2 separate regions of the Oryzias latipes genome follow, and region 2 is linked to region 1. Evidence: chromatin contacts called from public Hi-C data. All regions are on one chromosome and are shown on one strand. Each heading gives the region's core, a stretch centred on a gene start, on an enhancer-like site or on the middle of the called end of the contact. The rest is flanking DNA. Distances are from core to core; before and after follow the strand shown.

What was found. Hi-C and Micro-C count contacts between places; a contact is called where the count stands out from the background.
Region 2: a contact with region 1 is called in a Hi-C map of gastrula embryo, with 2.0 times the contacts expected there. The contact joins the enhancer-like site here to the promoter of vax2 in region 1. A contact is called at or near these places in 4 of 5 Hi-C or Micro-C datasets (embryo and gastrula embryo).

The regions. Positions count from the first base shown.
Region 1 is chr18:18,608,329-18,615,727 of ASM223467v1, forward strand. It overlaps vax2 (ventral anterior homeobox 2), which reads left to right and starts at 5,487. Exons shown (of 3, transcript XM_023966383.1): 1 at 5,487-6,508. The coding sequence starts at 6,274. It overlaps c18h20orf27 (UPF0687 protein C20orf27 homolog), which reads left to right. Exons shown (of 6, transcript XM_004079849.4): 6 at 1-1,446. The coding sequence ends at 79.
Region 2 is chr18:18,652,779-18,659,518 of ASM223467v1, forward strand. No RefSeq gene overlaps it. Among protein-coding and RNA genes, the nearest start is that of trnal-cag, 13 kb to the right of the region's middle. Within about 2 kb of position 4,188, at least 1 of the 8 cell types and tissues checked has an H3K27ac peak or open chromatin away from gene starts, as enhancers often do. A contact at or near this core is called in gastrula embryo, where this site is marked.

The DNA.
Region 1 (7,399 bases), core at 4,237-6,736:
GTTGCTGGAAGGAGTGCGCTGCATTGGCGTGGAGCTGGAGTACGACTCTGAGCACAGTGACTGGCAGGGATTTGACTAAACCTCAAGCTTCTCTCCAACATTATCTGTTGGATCAAAATACATGTACTAGTCATGGTTTCGTGTTGGAAAGTAAATAAAAGCATTGCGACTGCAGACACTCAATAATCATCCGTTATCAGTAATGTAGGAAACACTCCTCTCCTCAGTGGGTAGTTTAGTCCTGTTCACATTCTCCTGTTTATCAGCATTTCCCGTGTTCAGCCACTAGAGGACAGAAACACTTTATAAATCGGAACAGCCTTTAATCTCTCAGCAGCTCCTTGTACAAAGGCTCTTTTGTGAAGGAAACTCAGATTTTTCAGAAGGGTAAAAAACAAACTCAACTGAATGAACTGATCTCTATAATCCTGCCGTGTCATTTCTCAACGTACACATAAATTTTGCTTTATTAATTATTAAAATTTTATGTTTGAGCTGCGGGAGACATTTCTTTTATAGATACTGTAACTTCAAACTGCATTTACGGTTTCTGCATATGTTGTTGTTCTTACAGCAACAGTTTTGGAGAACATGGAAAATTACTGTGTAACTGAAATTGATCGGAAAGGATGCAATGATCGCATGAATTTATCTGTGCAGTTGCAGAAAAATATCTTGCAGGTTTTGTGATTTCAATTTTCTTTTTGAGGGTTTTGGATTTTAAAAGGCATCTGTTTTAAAGCTGTATTTTTCTGCTAAGCAAACGGGGCATTTTTGACCTTGTAAAGACTAACTTGTTCTCCCATTTATCAATATAATGTGTTTCATATTTTGACAATAAAATAAAATGATGTAATTTTCTTCCAGACATGATCACATAGGTTGTTTTGTGAGGTTTTCTCCATTTTGTTTTCATGAATTCATAAAGCCTTCAGAAACATTCATGTTAAGCAAGTGCCTTTCACATTATTGTCCATGTTCTTACCCCACTTAACCTGTTTTTACCTTCAACTGTACTACACGACAAAAAAAGTTATTTTTCATCATCAAATCAACACCGGCCTGTTTGTAGCCTTTGTAGGGTCCGATCCTTTGACTTCCTCTGGCTTGTGTTTACCTCATGAGCCACCTTGCATCATTTTTTTAGTCGTGTGTCAGCTTTAATGGTTGGTTGTTTAATGTTTTGTCACTGAAAAAGATTAAACCTTAAAGGAAACAAATCAACTTGTATTTTTCCTTCTTGATGTGACACCAAGAGCTGTTGGTGTAGAACAGATGACATTGGTTTGTAATTTTTCTGCAAAATAGGTCAAGATAATGTCTTAGTGTTGAACTGAAGAATCTGGTAGGCTGGTCTTTCATGATTGAAGGAGTTTATTGTGTGATACCTGCTCCCTGTGTGTGATTTTCATTTTTAAATGTCAACAAAATAAACAGGAATCTGAATGTCTTGTCATTTCAGTATGGAAACAGCAGGGGGCGATCTACTCTACAAAAAAATAGGAATTTGTCTTAAATTATTGACTCTAGTTTGGGGAAATAGGAAAACATCACTTTTAAGAATTTTTTTTCTTCGTTTTTTTAGTTTCTATAAACTACTTCCTTTGTGTGAACTATATATGAAAAACGATGTTTTTTCAGGACCATCGCATGGAGCTATTTTATCCTGGAACGTTTTAACGTTAAACGTTTCAAACCATTTCATCCTCCAAAATGTTGGAACGCAGCTCATGTCAAGTCAGTGAACATAAGGTAACGGGTAGAAACTTTGACATAAAGCATGAATATCTACTTACTGTACTTTAAATGGTAGTTGGTTCTTTATTTTTTGGCAAATTTACCCAGATTACGTTTTAACGCCTCAAAGTACATTTTCTGTGTGTAACGTATGCCTGAATTTATCCTCTTATTGTGTAAAATATTAAAAGTAGATTTGTGATTAGCATAAATAAAACTTTAACAAATGTAAATTAATGAAAAAACTGAAAAAGTATTATATTATAGTCTAATCCGTTTGGTTTATTTATTTTTTAATTTTGCTGTCTGCACCTTGATCCGCCAAGATATGTTTTTTAGATAAATTGAGAATTAATTTGACCCTTAAAATCCCCCGTTTCTCCTATGATGATGTTAACTTTAATAATATTATGAGATGGTATATGCTATCAAGGAATAACTTGGAGTTGTTTCTTTTTTCCCTTATCAGATTGGAGCCTTTTAACTTTGTTTACAGGCAGCAAAAACTAAAGAGAAATTGGCCACATGGTGAGGTGTTGGACAGCCAAGTTTTTGAACTCTTCTTTGGTTTTGTTTGGATATTTTCCTGCCAGCATCAGAAACAAGCTCCATTGCAAAGTCTGAGACATAAATTACTCCACTCGTCCTTCGTGCGTCACGCAGAACCGGTAAGCGGAGCGGAGCGGGGACGATCCAGCCTCTGAACAGAAATGGCAGGCGCGCGTCGAAACCGTGGCTATGCGTAAAAGTACATTTATAGCCTAAAAACTATTATACACAAAACTAAAAGAATTATGGCCGTGGATTCTTACAGGCAAACAGTAAAAACATTTCTTTGTTTGCGAACCCAGTTTCAAAATAAAGCTCTGTTCTTTAGGATTAGTTTGGCACAAGTTGGTGCGCTTACTCTCGTCAAACTGACAACGCACTGACATATCTGAACAGGCCACACTTTCTTCCTCCGTTTTTATTTTTTGTTTTAAATTAGCAGTAGGCTATGAATCAGGCCAGATGTAACAAATGAAAAACAAAGGGGGTGGCTGTTCTGTTTGCTTTGTGCTTGTTTGCGCAAAGAGAAACCCGCACAGACTGCAACTCCGCTGGAAACCAATGACTGTAAAGTACAGGGGAACTCCGGGGTGATATTTTATCTCTGGAATAATATGTTTTTGCAGTTGTGCATTTTTTTTTAAATCAGAAATTGTTTAATTATGTTTTTTTAGACTTTAACGGGATTTCTGATCAATACAAACATAAACCATGCGCAATTCGGTTTAATTATTCAAAATGCGTTTATTAATAGTACTTTATAAGTATGTTTTGCTTTATAACAACATTTTTTACCACATTGGATCAACATGATTTCAAAGAAATCAGGCCAAATGTATTCCTAAATGTTAGTTATCTCACCCTGGCTTTTTCCCTTCAGCACTTGTCTCCTTTTCGCTTTCAGCCATTGTTTTGCATTTTTCACAAGCCATATGCGTTGACTGTGAAAAATTCAAATCTTTATACTCTCTGACAGACCCAGAATGGTCTACAAGTCACATTGGATTGGGTAGATGAAACGAAAACGAATATCTTCACTATGTAAAGGATTTGAGTGTAATCTGTGTACAAAATTGAGAGGAAACTGTATAAAACTGTGCAAAATCTCACTTTTTCTTACCCTCCTTCCTCCATGAGTCTCTATAAACACATCCCTGTCGTCAATTGGGGCAACTAACTAGTTTATAAGCATCATTAATCCCTGAAATTCATTTGGGTGTGATGTTGTTTATTTGATGGACCTGCAGTCTTATTATGACCGTTTGGAACTGAAGCGTCCAGCGGATCCACACAGACAGACCTGTGCGTAACCTGCGTTTACCACATGATAAACTCAAAAAGATGAACTCTTCAGCTCCCGCGCACGAGGCCGAATGTTTGCCATTCCTACACAGATTTGTCTAGAGCTTGTGCTGGATGCGTGAACTCCGCGTGGCCCGCTGCCCTCCCCCTGACCTCCGGGATTACAGTTATCTCTGCTGATTGATCTAATTGATCAGATTCATCTCCACTAGGCTGCAATCCAGCCGATGCACCAGGGACAGTCAGGGTGGGGGAGGGGTGGGACAGCCGGTGAAGATTAAACAGTTTTCCTTTTGCGGCCCGTGAACACCTACAGGGAGCGACGGCTGTAGGCGGCTGTGTCATGTGACACTATGTGGGCCTTTATGTGCATTAGTGGAATCAGGATTTCGAGTGAAACGTTTTTTTTTTATGAAATTAGATTTGAAAAACTCTTAATAATCATAACAAGAAAAGAAAAAAATATATATCTTGGGAGACCAGCTTAGCTCTGATTTAGTTGAGGTCAACTCAGATCTGGTTGATCTGAATAAACCCAGTGGAGGCTTGTCATTGGGGGGGGGGGGGGGGGGGGGGGACGCAGTGGCTAAAGAGCAGAAAAAGTTCAGCGGTGATGCTCAACGCGGAACACAAAGTTTCAATCTGTCACCAGCAGCATGCAAACTGACAATCATTTATGTTTTACCCTTTTTTTTACAGCATAAGGGAAGACGCCAACCATCCGTAAAGTGTGCCAAAACGCGCGTAAAACTTACGCGTTTAATGGAAATTACGACGTAATTATTTTCCACAATAAAAGACATTCGAATTTGCAAGCGGGTAGAATATGGTTTTAGCAGACAATCAAGATAAGAAATGGAGAGGAAAACTCGTGCGCGCGCATGTGTGTGCGCTTGTGAGCAGGCCAGCAGCAGCAGCAGCAATCAGTCTCCTCTTGTCTCGCTGCTGAGTGCAGCGTCTGATTGACAGTTTCTATTCATCCTCTGTGAGATTAGGCCACCTGAAAGGAGTAACGAGCCGTGGCTGTGTGCAGTAATTACGGTCTTGGATAAGGAAAAATAAGAAAATACATACACACACACAGCAAAACTATAATTATATAATCCACCTCCTCCCTACATCTCAAAAAGCCTCTTTCGCGTTGTGTTTCCAGAAGATGTGTTTACCTGTAAAGAGCAGAATTCCGTCCCTCCAACTGAAATTATCTCACAATCACAACAAACTCCGGGCTGCGCAATTAAGACCACGCTGTTGTAAAACAAACTAGATTTTTCTTCTTAGCTTGTATCATCCCTCTGTGCGTTCTCATCATCAGAAAACGATTATATTCCAAATCTCATACAAAGCAATTTCAGTGTTGAGAGGGAAATGATATAAAAAAACAACCATAAAACACGAAGATGTTAATATCTAAAGAGCAAATTTCAATTTTCAATTTTATTTATTTCCATGTCTTTGCAGACACATTCTTTAAAAATAATGTAACTTGTTTTTCTATTTAAAAAACATATTTGCCCTGGTATGGGTCAGACAATTTGGCAGGAACCTAAGTTTAAACATCTTTTTGTGCAAAATCTGTTTGGAGTTTAAGATTATTTTCGTTGTACACTTTATGTTTGGATTGATTTTATCACGAAAATTCCCGATGGATAAACGGTGAAACTTTCCGGAGGGGAAACCCGCACATCGCTGCGTCCTGCTGGCTCGCTCCTGAGCTCACCATCATTGTCTCATATCTCCGTGACTAAGCCCCTCGCTGCAACGCTGCTCATCCTCTTGTCAAAACGTGCCCTGCCGGGGGACCAATCAGCTGCGGCCTTGCGCTGGCAGGAAATGACGTCGGAAGTCCCTGCCTCTGTAAGAAATACCGTCTCCCAACATTATCCACACATCTCCCATCAGCATCCTCAGACTGTGAAGGCGGGGGTGTTTTTTTATTTTTTTTATTTTGAAGCTGGCTTCTTTCAGCTGTGAAGTAAATGGCAGAAGCAGGCAGAGAGTGTTCGAGTACTTACTATTGACTATTTCCCACTTCCCCGCCGTCCCCCTCTCTGTGAAAGGTCTGAACTGAGACATCTTTTCTTCTGAGCTCCCCAAAAGCAGAAGACCCCCTTCATGCACCTCACCAGCACCAACATGCACATCAAGGATCTGGGGATGCAACCCGTCTGACCAGGAACTGAGGCGAACCAAACAGACCAGAAGAAACTTTTCTTCCTGCCACGATCACGCTGAACTGTGACCACTACTGAGATTTTTTAAAAACGGGGTTTTCTTCCTGTTTTCACGAGTCTGACTCTGTTTTTACGCGGGTGAGCAGCGCGTGTTTTTGTCACCTCCCAGCTCCTTCTCAGTGCTCGCAGGCGTCGCCATGCGCTTCGTATAGGCTACTGTAGTTAAAGTGAGACCTGCTGCTTTCCTCCGGCAGGACACTTCTCCTTCCTTTCGTTTGGACTCCGGACCGCGCGTCATGGCGCGACACCTGAAAACGGTTCCTTTGCAGGACCGTGTAGCCTCATTGTGAGTGGATCTATTTTTTTTTTCAGGAGAGGTGGGGGCATGCTCTCCTCGTCTCTAGTGGAGAACATTTCTAAAGAGAAGAAAGTAGAAAAAGAAGAGTGAACTGCAGGAAGGAGAAAAAAGGAAAACAGAGGTTACCTAAGAGACTGGTTAACTTGGTTGTGGATGTTCGATCAGGCCACGACTATGGGCGATGGGAGCCACCGCTGTGGACCCAACCCCCTGTGCCCGGACAGGATCGAGAGCAAGTGCCGCACTGAGATCGGAGGCAGGTCCCCGGTGCAGAGTTCCACGGACACGCCTGGGACGTCCGCGTCCACGCCGACGTCCTCCAGCGAGGATGGGCACGACAAACTTTTAGGAGTGGACCCTGACTACTGTCGGAGGATATTAGTGAGAGGTGGGTGCACGGCGACAAAAACAAAGAACATTGGCTTCACGCACAAACGCGCAGAGTTTTCCCTTCATGTTTTTATTTTATGGTTTTTTATTCCCCTCAAAGACTTTACTTAAAACTGTCAGAGTGGAAAACGCGTATCAGATTGGTAAAAATTATATTTGGGTCGGTTCATATTTTTAATGGGAATTAAACACAAATTTAATATCCGAAGAGCAAAGAGGTGACAACAGAGAACCTCTACAGAGAGCCGGAACAATGGGTGGCCTTAACACTCCCCTCATGTAAATTAAAAAAAAAAAAATTTTAAGTGTTCCTTAGCTTTAAAGTAGAGTGTTTCCAAAAAAGAGAAAAAAGTAATAAATTTAATCTGTCAGCATATCTGGAACACATTATCAGGCCTTTATTTTGAAAAACTAACACATTAATTAAACAACAAACAAACACAAGACGTCTAGATGAGTTGGTGCATAGTGACACAAAAACCTGACCGACAGCCTTTAAAGACAATAAATACATAAACATCATTCCTCTATTAATAACAATCATCACAAAGCATCTGGATCTGTGTGGTTTAGTCTTACTTATATTTTAAAGGCATGCCTCTGCATTTCTTTCTGAGTATTATGTGGGTTTTTTAAATATAAACAAGGCAGCACCCATTATATAGAAAATTAAAATAAGTATTTTGCTTTTGAATGTATGTAACAAACAAATTCAAAAGTTTTTTAAAGAGATTTAACAAGTGATTTTCATTTTGTACTGGAAAAAAATCAAACGAAGTTTCACATTTATTTTTCTTTTATAACTTACAAAACCACAGTCATTTAACTTTGATTTATGTTTGCAAAATAAATCTAAGCAAAACAATAAAATGTTTGTCCTAAATGTGCT
Region 2 (6,740 bases), core at 2,938-5,437, 43 kb after region 1:
TTAAATAACACCATGAGCAATTTTTACCCTGACCGTAGAAACTATATCACTTACGCTCTCAAGCTTAGTTCAAGAGTTAAATCTTGTGTCCACAAGCCAGTCTTCTATCTGCCCTGCTTAAGCAGATGACACTCGGCTAGATGTTTCTCCATTTAAAGGCTTGTTATACTCCGCCTCTAAATGCATAAGGTTCAGCCTAGCTAAAACACTATCAAAATCGTACGATTCATCGTGGATCTCAAGTTCTTCTTTTGCAGTATCCAGACGCCCTTGGCTAATAAAAATTTCAGTAGTCTGTGCTTTGTTGTCCACTTATTTGAGGACCACTAATATCAAATACAAGAATCAAATCCAGCCGAGCTGCAGTCCATTGCTACGTGGGATGTTGACCTTTCTCATGTACAAATCTCCTTGGTCATTGGTTACCCTTCCCATTGCCTGCTCCTCGATGATCTTCTGAAGGTGCGTCCCTCTGAAACTGTCAAAGGTTACTTCTCTTACCATTGGTGTATATAAAATTGGGTGTTAAGAGTTCGTGCCGGTCTATAATTCACTATCAATTCACTGTTGGAATTTGTGATTCTGGTGGTTTCTATGGTGCGATGAATCCACAATGGGACTTTTCCTTAACTCTCTACTAAATTTCACTTTTTCAGATTTGTTCTTTAAAAGCACTGTTATTCCATTTATCTCAAGCATTTTGAAACTGATTATTTTCTGGATTATTTATATATTCTTTGCCGAGACTAATACTGCTTTTTCTTTATCCATGCATCGCATCCGAAGCCTGCAAACCCCTGTATTATAGTATGAGATGGAGCTCGAATTTGGTTTCTTAAGCTTTTATGTATGTAGTATGCCAATGAAGCATAGTAATTATGGCCTTTGAGCTCGTTCTTAATATTTAGATGGAACTTTGACTAAATTAATGTTTCTTGAGCGCATATAATTGGTATGCCAAATGGAAGAAAACTTCATGGCCGTTAAGCTCGTAGTACTGTCGTTGGAAGCTTCGAAATAAGCGACCTGTCGCTATTTCAGGCAGGGACACTCGGCAGTGTTTTACAGGTTACTCCCCTAGGGCGGATCAGTCAATTAACGCACTTGCTCAGCGTCCTATTTAAGCCCAGGTGCGCAGTTGTTCATTCTCTTTCTTACCTTCAGCGCTCATTCTTCGCCCCTCCCTCCTCCCCGGCTTCCACCTGTGGGCTCTGTTAAGGGGGGTTTTGTTACCCCGAAAGTTTTATGGAAATTATCTCATGGAATTGAACAGAGCCTTATGCCAAATGAAAAAGATGTGAATGCCAACTTAAAGAATGTGAAATAAATATTTCTTACTGCAAGAGTTGTCTGACTGAAATGGGAACAAAACAAACTGATATGGAACAAACAATGGAACGTTAGTCTGTTAACTGTAGATTTCTTTTGTAAAAATGTAACAAATGTTAAAGTTCAATAAGTGACAATCAAACATGTTTGAAACATGTTTTTGAGGCAACACATTTTAAACATTACTCAAGAAATTTCTCAACTAATGAATTTAACTTAGATTTTTTAACATGTGGGAGAAGCCGGAGTACCTGGAAACCTACACAAACCTACACAAAGAAAATGAAGAAAAACAGATCTTACTTGAATGACAGCAAGGAAACATTCAGTTTTTGTATGTGTTTGCAGGGGATTTTTCTAAGCACTCCAGCTTTCTCCCACAGTCCAAAAATTTGCTTTATTAGTTAACTGATGACTCCTTATTGTCCCTAGGTGTGACTGTGAGTGTGTATGGTTGTGTGGCACTGCAACAGAATGCTGTCCTGTCCTGGCTGTACCCTGCCTTTGTAGCTGAGGCAGGCTCCGGCAACCCTGTGACCCCAAAAAGGATTCAGCAGGTTAAGAAGATAGATGGATGGACACTTTATATCAATTAAACTAGAAAAACTTGAATAAGACTAAATAAAACAAAGTTTAAATATTTCAACAGAAGTTCAGTCAAATGTTAAAGTAATTGAAAATAAAATACATTTTTAAATGAAAAAAAGTTTGTAAAAGTAGGAATTACATAAATACAAGTAGGTAAAATGTATTTTTTTAAGTATAAAAATGGGTTTAAATAGTTTTTACAAGAAGATATTTCATGAAAGGTAAAAACAATTCATCTGAAAGTTTTTCCAGAGATTAGGCCAGTTAATTCCATAATCACCCAGGAAGAGGGGATGGGGGGTTGTAATACTAACTAGACATCAACTTACATTTTAACCACGGCTTTTTGTTTTACGAGTAAACAGCCCTTGCTGTATCTAATGTACATATGTTTTTTGTTGGTTTATATTATGTTTTATTATTAGGTAGTGTTACCTCTGTTAAAGTCACAACATGTTCAAACTGTTAATTATACACAAATGTCTTCATTAAAGTTAATCATCCATTTTTTGGGTCTTACAGTACGGTTACAAGGATCTTTCAGAATGACATGACAAACCTGCAGTAGCAGGTCTCTTACCATTGCTAGAAGAAGGTTTTCATACAACCCTATTTAAGTCATGCCATGCCATGTCAAGCCATGCTTCTGCATTACTGTTCCTGAGGGGTAATGCCAGGGCCAAACCTCGTCATGTTTCCTGTCTCTGACATAGGTCACCGATCCGCCCTTCTATTCACTTTGTAAGCCTCTGGGGAGGATTGCCCCCCTTTATGTTTCCCATCCTTTGGGAGGGTCGCCGAGATTGCTCTGCTTCACCTTGGGAAGGGTCGCTGAGATTGCTCCCCTTCATGTTTCCTGTCACTGGGAAGGGTCGCTGAGATTGCTCCCCTTCATGTTTCCTATGCTTTGGGAGGGTCGCCGGGATTGCTGTGCTTCACATGGGAAGGGTCACTGGGATTGCTCCTCTTCATGTTTCCTATGCTTTGGGAGGTCGCTGCGAATGCTCCACTTCACCTTGAAAGGGTCACTGGGATTGGTCCACTTCATGTTTCCTGTCACTGGGAAGAATCTTCAAGACTGCTCCTCTTCTTCCTGCTCTGTTCCTGTGGAGAGGTTCACCATTGTATTCCCTATTGCTGTTTGGGTGCTTGAACCTGGATTGTTCTATGGTTTTCTTTTATTTCTGGCCCTCCCCCAGGTCTCCTCCAACCACCCTGTGTTGTGCTGTCAGATCATCTTTTCTACCATTTTAAAAATGTATATTGTGAGGATTGTGTTGGTTTTGCTTTGTTTTAGTAATGTTGGTTTGTAATATGTTCTGAAGTTTTGTACTGTCTCTCACAGTCACACCAGGTATCAGTTAGTAATTACCCACAGCTATCTTCATTACAGGTAATCGACTTCAAGGAATTTTACTCTCTATTTTTTCAGTACATCCTTTTTTGGTCACCTGCTTTGTGAACTTTTTTTTGCTTGTTTGTTTGTTCCCTTTTTGGAACCTACAGCACTGGCTTCAGACAATACCTCCCTAACATTTACTTAAATTGCCTAATTGACCTGCCAGTTTTGGGGCGTTGTGAATCCACCCTACTTCAATTTGACAAATGCAGACGAGCTAACTTATAGCATGCAGACAGAGTCAAAACTTTGTCCACAACTGCTGTATGAATGACTGAAAACACAAATTGTACATGGGCTCAGTCAAAACAAAGATCAGAAACAACATGAAATGCTTTAAAGTTCTGATTCACAGCAGCTACTTATTTGTTAAACTGTTAATATTTCAAACCTATTTTTTATGATTTTGGTTTTACCTTTGGTTTTATATTTGGGTGTGTGCAAGCTGGACGCCCGTGCATTTGACCGTGTGTTGCTTTTAAGCAGAAGCTGTGGATTTTTGTGCGCTGAAGTCTGTGCAGACACAGGCAGTTTCTGTGTGAAGTGTCACTTTGAATATGTGCCCTCATGGTGCATTTGAGTATGAATGTGTGAATCAGTCACTGTGTGAATGTGTGTGTGAGAAGATAATTGGAGGGTGAACTGGGGGTGGTGTGGTGACGGGGGGAACAGAGGCTACAAGTCGACCCAAAGTTGTTCTCCAGCTAGTTTGCCAGATTGAGTGAGTTGCTGAAAGCTTGGCAGCTTTTTTGGAGAATCACAGCAGGAGGTGGGAGGTGAAAGCTGAGGGAGTGAAGAGGAGGAGGTGAAGTAAAGGGTTGGGTTTGAGTTGCAAGAGGGGTGGGGGCAAGACTAATTGCTACTAATTGAACTGGATGTGCTGATCAGATTGGGGGCTGTGGAAGTAATCAGAGTTGTCACAGCAGATAACGCAGGGCTGTCCCAGAGTGTCCGCCTCATGTGACAGCCTGTAACATAGCCTGCGAGAGGGCACCGGCCCCCTTTGTCACCCCAACAAAAGAAGAGAGAAGCAAAGTTGCCTGGTACAGTGAACAGCAACAGGCCCTGAACAGCAGGAGGGAGTTAGGGAGGGGAGGTGAAGAAGGAGAAAAGAGGGACAGAAGAAGGAAGTAAAGAGTAAAAAAAAGGCGGAGTTGACTGATATAAAAGAATAAAGCAAATTAAGTTGAGATGCTCTTTTAAAATTAAAAGTAAGATGAAGAAGAATGCTGGAGAAATAAAGTCAAATTTAAATTCTAATTAATTTTTATTTCTGTAGCACCTTTCATGTAAAAAGAACAGCTCAAGGTGCTGTTCATAAAAACAAACAAGAACCCAAAAAACACCAATCCCCACACATGCAATGAAATAATAAAATAAGCCCCTCATAATAAAATACACAAAAACAAACACAAATAAAAGAGAAATTATTATAAAAAGCTAAAGAAGAGAGAACCCAGAAGGCACTTCTACCCCATTCCAAGTAACAAATATGGAATGGGGTAGAGGAGGGGGGGCTAAGATTGAGCTTTCTTTAAGTCAGTCTCATGGAGAATTTAGGTTCCATTTACAAACAGTAGTGCTAGTTTAATAGCACTACTTCCAATGGTCATGGTCTGTCTAAGCCTCAAAATGTTTGATTTACTGGTCAACATAGAAACCACTGTACTTTTCCTTAACCCAAGTTTAATGATGACAAATGCTAGAGCAGATAGGAGGTAAAAGGTGTGAAATCATTTGGTTCAAATCATATAACAATAATGGAAGAACAGAAGAATATATTGAACAAGATAGAATAGAAAAAAAACCTCCACCATCTTCGGAAAAGAAACAAATTCTATTCTATTTTATTCTTTATTTTATTAAGTTTGGTTTAATTTAACCCCCCAGCAGCATTAAAAGCTAATTGTACTATAACAAAGAAAACATTAAATATTGCTGCTACAATTGCATCAATACATTTACATTTGTTTTAAGTGTCTGATAAGAAAGTTATTACGATCGATATTTTATTAGATTATTTCTGCACAATGTTAAAGTTTACGTTAACCCTTGTGCTATCTTTTGGGGTCCAGATGACCCCACCCTTACATTGAAGTGTTATTCCTACCATGACAAAGGTGGATACATTTGGATAGGATTTCATGTAATCCATGGACACCAGTGAAGATCACAAATCATTGAAGAAAAAAGGTCTTGTGGGGTCCAGACTGGGGAAACATTCCTCAGAGAGTTTGGTCCATATTGACACAATATCATCATGCATTTGCTGCACAACCATGATGTAAATCTCTGTCTGGCTATTCTCCTATGACCTCTGGCATCAACAAGGTCATTCCGCCCACACAACTGCCACTCACTGGATTTTTTCTCTTTTTTGGACCATTCTCTGTAAACCTTAGAAGTGGTTGTGCACGAAAATCCTTAGATCAGCACTTTCTGAAATACTCAGACCAACTCGTCTGGCACCAACAACCATGCCATTCAAAGTCACTTAAATCACCTTTATTCCCCATTCTGACGCTCTGTTTGAACTGTAGCAGATCATCCTGACCCTTGCTATGTCCAAATTCCTTCACTACTCACTATATAGTCAACTATATAGTGCGTTTGCTATTTTTTAGTACTGCCCGAATCTACAATTTCAAAATCCAGTGCCCTGGAAATTTCCAAGAAGTCTCTGCGAAAAACCAGTATGCATCAATGCTCACTAAATTGGCGAATGCAGACCACAATGGATTACACACATTTTTTGCATTTAAATGTATTTTTTTTTAAAAAACAACATTTTAATCTTCAGAACACAGTGGATTAATAAATAGTCTGTGTAAATTGCTTGTATTAATAAGATTTTCACTTTGTGAAATATTTGCTGTTTATAAAGAAAAGTAGTTAGGATGGTGTCCAAATTGCTAAAATCCAGGTAATTAGATAGTTCTGCACTAATAAATGTATTGAGGATCTGCCATGTGACTGGGTGATTAGAAAATTGCATTTATGAGCATTTTGACAGATGTGCCTAAGAAATTGGCCAGTGAGCGTATATGTAGCGAATGTAAAATGTGTCGCTCTAAATGAAGAGAAGCCACAGAGTCAGTAAAATATCTGTATTGTTTTTATCTTAAATACATTTTCAGTCTCTTGCCTCACTGTTTTATGCCGCTGAACAGCTAGCTACAGGTGTGAATCAAAATTGTTGGTAGCCCTCTGTCACTGATGGAAAAACTTACAATGGTCACTCAAATACATTGAAGTAGAAAAAAGAAACAAATATATTTTAAAAGTCAAAGAGAAAAAGTGCCTTTTATTAAATTGTTGCTTAAAGACCCCCTCTGATCATCTTTTGAGTTTTTGTTAAAGCGTTCCCAGTGGTCTTTTAATTAGAATTGTGCAGTTTTGGCCTAAATCAAAAAACCTGTTTGGC